Regions from separate parts of the Gasterosteus aculeatus genome. Here region 2 is linked to region 1. A link is a contact called in public Hi-C data. All regions are on one chromosome and are shown on one strand. The core of a region is the stretch at or near the end of the contact, and the rest is flanking DNA. Distances in the headings are between cores, read along the strand shown.

Region 1 (2,621 bases), core at 61-2,560:
ACAAAACGAGGCTGAATTAATCTGGTAGCGTCTGGAGGCCAAAGGGCCACATCATGGGCTCTTAGGCCGCCTGCTTTATGCTTGTAGTCAGAGTATTACAGACAAATTGCGTATGAGCGGGCTGATGGTTTCCCTTTTTTAGTCGGCTTTAGCTTAAACAACCTGCTGCTGGTCGAGTGCACAACCCCGTCGCACACTGCAGCCTCTCATCTCAAATGGCTGATCAGACTGTAAACAGAGGGAGGATGTTCGTCCGCTATGCTGGTACCCCAGGGATGTATCTCGTGGTCCCCTAAGGCTCATCCATCATGGGACCATTAAGAGACGGGCTGTAAGGCTGAGGCCAAACAGGAAAACTGTGTTTTCTTGATAAAAAAGCACTCACACTATTCAGCTATTTAGGGTAAACCCAGCTGTACTGAACCAAACAAAGAGTCATTTATTCTTGTGTGTTTAAGGGTTCAACTAAAACAGCAGGGAACTTAAGATAACATAATTACCTGATTCTGGGATAACATCTAGCGTTAAAGGTGATTAAGTTGGTTCAGGATGTGCTTTATCATTATAATACCTAGTGTCTTTAGGGGCCCCTTGGTGGGTTTATCCCGTCGGTATTATTCCATACGTTATAAAACACTTCCCTGACATCTGATCACTGGGTATCACACACGTAGTAAAAAGCCATCGGCGCATGCGCTGAGCTCCACTACACATGCATGCGTGGTCACCTGCAGGAGAAGGGTGACCGTGTGAGTAAAACAGGAGCAGGAGGAGCTGCAGAGCAATAAGCTGATACTTACCCTGGATCTCTATTACAGGGGGGTCAAATACCACAGGGAGGGAGAAACCAGGGAGAAGGGGGGCACAGCGAAAAGGAAGCAAAATAAGAAAAGAGAGAGAGAGAGAGAGGGAGGGAGACATAGCAGAACTCGTTGTTAAGGTTAGTACAAGGAAGCCATCACAAGACAGCCACGTTGCCACAGGTTAGAGCAAAACAGCAACAACAAATCCAACGAAAACACCACCATGCATCAGCGCAGGGGGGTCGACCACACACTGGCAAACGTAGGCGACACTTTCACTTTTACCAAGTATGTAACATTAATAACATTTCATTAATAATTACAGTACATAATTGGCACTCAGAGTTGCAGTCGGTCTGTAACATCAATCAAATATGTATATATTTTTTGAGGAATTTACAGAAGTCTTGCATTTATGCATCCATCTGCCCGGCAACTGAGCGGACGCTGCTCTGCAGAGAGGGCGCTAATTATTGGTGAGTGAAGCGTTTCAGGACAAATGAAAAAGAGAGCTGCAAAAGCCTTGAGCTCCACACGATGGTGCTGTAAGCCTACTAAGCTCTTTGGCCCTGGCCTGTTTAAAGCCTTTGGTTTTTTACCTCAGGGAATGTCTCACATATCTGTGTCTGTTTGTGTGTGGGTGTGTGTAGGCACCAAATAAAATCACCCTTTTCTGATGATCACCATTCCAAACCAGATATAGATCACAAATCAACATCTGGGCTAATTGTAGCCCAACGAGCACAGTTGTTGCTGTTCACACGTATTTACCAGCAGCGGTGATCAGAATGAAGTACACAGAAACACAACTGGTACCATTAGAATTGACTTTGTCTTTGACCTCTGCAATGTGACGTTTTTGTGACCGAGCCCGGCTGCTGGCGGTTACCTTTACGAGCCTTCTTCTGTAGTTTCATGGTGTCGGATGACTTTTTCTTGATCTCGTGGCGTGACCTCTTGTATTCTGGCAACGGGAAGAGCAGCGCGGCTTTAGTTACAGGAATGTAAAGCTCTCTTTTTGACATTTCTAATAATCATGAATAGAAATGCTCAAGCTACCAAGAGCTCACTGACAGTTCCAGCGCTGATAGGGGAAGAATAATGAAACCTACTGATAACAGTCAGCTGTGAACAATATCTGTGTGTCAGTGAGGCATAATAGATCTGAGACAAGCATGACATGTCATAAACTGTACAAAATCACCTTTAAGTGTTGAATAGATGCACTTATCTTATCAACTGGTGTCATCAACCTAATCTAATTTGCACATGTGATGGGGAACTGCCCTATCAATGAGTTATCTTCAGGCTCTCAATGATCATCGTTCGTTGGTTTGTTTGTCTGCAGCATTATTGAAAAATCGCTGGCTTTTCCTTGAACTTGGTGGGGGAGGAGTTAGACGTTCACTTATCTCGAGCGTATTATTATTATTTTGTATTTGTTTGTCTCATGCAACAAAATGTGACCATGTAATGGTCATTGTTGAAACAATACCTGTAGTATTAGAAGGCTCTGCCTCTCAGCTGGATTTTTCTGTCCAAAATATCATTGTGTCAGTGACATGCGATGCGTTTTTGGTTATCACTTTCTTAGAATTAAGCTACGCGGTTGTTCCAGGTCAATTAACACAGTTAAAGGTTTAAACTAAACTAGATGTTTGGAGCTACAGCGTCTTGTTAAGTTGGTACTATTTTTGAGAAACTTCAGCTGGGATGATGTGTGGTTAGAACTTCCCAATTATCACCATAGGCTGAGTGTGCATGTACCTTTGGCATGGTCCTTATCCAGCTGGTTAGCCGTCTTCTTCCAGTCCTCAA
Region 2 (2,621 bases), core at 69-2,568, 44 kb after region 1:
TAACAAAACCATATTTAGATCACAAACAGTAAACAGTACTTTTGGTTTTTGATTTGATGAGATACATCAAACCTGTAAACACGCTGTAATATATTATGTATTTCAAACTGTCCTTAAAAAGTAAAAACATGAACTCATGAACATTCAGAGACGGCTGTAATCACACATCAAGAGCAAGTAATGTGCAGTGTCTGATTTTGCACACCGTCCCACATCTGAGCTCTGTGGATAGTTAGGAGGTTAGAACAGAGGTGGTGATTCAGCATCGTAAAGCAGTTTATAGCTTTTATCCACTCAACGTGAACAGTGTTATCTTTCCCCTCCTAAGTTGCCTGTCCGGGTCACAGCTGAGTACTGCCCTCTGGTGCACATTTGCCGAACATGCACTGGCGAAGACAGGGTCATTTCAATTTCAAGTGCAGCAGATTTTATCTATCATGTCTCGGTATCATTGGGCAGATTTATTTTTTTGGGAAGAACATAAAAGGATATCTTAAGTAAATGATCAAGAAAGGACACTATGCCATTGTGTCAAGCTGAGACAATCATGTTATAGTTTATTGTAATTAGAAATATAATCTTAATGTAGTTCAGGTTACACAAGAGATATGTATTGTCCTGCACCAGAACTATTGGCATTGCAAACTGAAAAGTTCCACATTTTTGGCCCATATTGAACATTTTGTTGGGCTCTGTTAACGGTTAGTTTATGTTCCGTCTCTGTATTGATGATGTTGAATCCTCCTAGTTTTGGTGAGCCTTGATTTTGACATGAACATTTCTGAAATTATATCTTGAATCAACTGAAATTCTATAAAATTGTCAACATATTGTGAGACATTGTAAAAGTACACACATACATACATATGTATTGAACATATGACTGCAAAAAATATGTGACAATTTATATTCCACGTTACTTTTAAAAGTTTTGCCATTGAAGATATCATGAAACTATTCAAAATTTTTGTTCAAACATTTGTTCAAAATACAAATGTTGCTAAAATATTTGGTTGGGTGTGTCCATTGCAGTCCTTTTTGAAGCATTGTAATTAATTCACTCTTGTCTATTTAATGCATTAAAGTGATAACTTTACTAACATACATTTCTTGCATGTATCATTATCATAATTACATTATAACAATCTATTACAAATCTCGGATGCACAAGGGCATGACAATAAAGACAACTATTCTCTAACCATTCACCCACTGGCCAATGCATGAGGCGCTGGTGTCTCCAGTTAGTAACGCCCAATCAGAGGCCAGTTCACCTCCCTGGGGCCCGCCTTTGCACGATCCCCATTGGCTGAATTCCAATGTGCAGTGGTGTTATGGGCGGAGTCTGAAGCTCAGCAGTTTCCAGCGGTCAACGTCACTTGATAACGAGCACCTGGGCCGCGGAGAACGAGCAGACCAGCAGCCTGCGTCCTTCGGTCGGTCCGGTATCAACGGGTGAGTGAGCTCCGGTACATTCATTGTTACAGTGCAGGATAACGTGTGTTTACGGTACTTCAGACGTATTGCTATGTAGGTAACACGGTCCAAGTACAAAGGAAATGGCGCGTGTAACGTTTCGAAACTTAACATTAACGTCGTGGCCGAGAAACCGAGTGTGCAACAGGCAACAAGTGCTCAAATTCATCTTATCCAATCCAGAAAAAAGACAGGACGGGGCTTTATACGTTATGTAACGGTGCCCCCCCCCCCCCTCCTACACACATACACACACACACACACACACACACACACACACACACACACACACTGCCCCCTTGTTATATTATGTGTAGCTGGAACTAGTCTGAGCCCCATTAATTAACTACATGTCGGGTTCAGATAGCAGCCATCACCACATTGTTCGTATAGCGCGCGCGCGTGTGTGTGTGTGTTTGTGTGTGTGTGTCAATATCTGGCTTGTGGAACTGCATATAACACATTCACTTCAAAAAGCTGCACACAAAACGACACAGAATCTCTGACAAAGAAAAGAAAAGTAACTTTGATGATGTTCTGCATGGAAGTGTGTCCTTTGATTGTGTACGTGATGAATGACGCCAACCAACCGTGTACAAAGTACAGCAGGCCGCTGCGTAACCAATCTAATCCCGATGGCTTGACCCTTCGTCAGAGATAAGCGGAGCGGTGGCCATGGAGGCCTCGAGGAGACGGACCCGCAACGGCGCCAACGGGAAGACATCTGAGCAGCAGCCGGCACAGTGGGGGAGAGCATGGTGAGTCTGCGGTTTCACCGCTTGGTAGACGCAAAGTCAAGCTTTCCTTCAAACCTCCACGCTGACGCAGGACTCGTGGGCAACATTTTGGAACCACTTGTTCAGGGGTAGACATTTGGTCCTTGGATTCTGGCGAAATTACTGACCAAATTACTGCGACCAAAACTAAAATCTCAGGTCGCACCGGTGCACCTGTCCTCGCATCCGCTGCCTCGCCGAACAAAGCGCTTGTTCTGCTTTGACGGAACTCACCCGTGGTGGATCGTATCGTGGTCTAAACCAATCAGAGACAGAGATGCGGCGGGTCTTGGCCTCTGATGGTCCAGATATTCCTGTAGGCCTACGCTGCTCCTGTGTCATTGAAATTGCGACCTGAACACCAGCGAA

What was found. Hi-C and Micro-C count contacts between places; a contact is called where the count stands out from the background.
Region 2: a Hi-C map of whole body shows a contact between it and region 1, with 6 times the contacts expected there. The contact joins the promoter of dhcr7 here to the enhancer-like site in region 1. A contact is called at or near these places in 5 of 6 Hi-C or Micro-C datasets (liver, skeletal muscle, tail fin and 1 more).

The regions. Positions count from the first base shown.
Region 1 is chr12:3,301,916-3,304,536 of fGasAcu3.hap1.1, forward strand. It overlaps LOC120831033 (protein MTSS 2), which reads right to left. Exons shown (of 14, transcript XM_078085240.1): 5 at 2,571-2,621; 6 at 1,693-1,767. Among protein-coding and RNA genes, the nearest start is that of LOC120831033, 37 kb to the right of the region's middle. Within about 2 kb of position 1,311, at least 6 of the 9 cell types and tissues checked have open chromatin away from gene starts, as enhancers often do.
Region 2 is chr12:3,346,203-3,348,823 of fGasAcu3.hap1.1, forward strand. dhcr7 (7-dehydrocholesterol reductase) reads left to right here and starts at 1,319. Exons shown (of 8, transcript XM_040164619.2): 1 at 1,319-1,455; 2 at 2,132-2,234. The coding sequence starts at 2,152.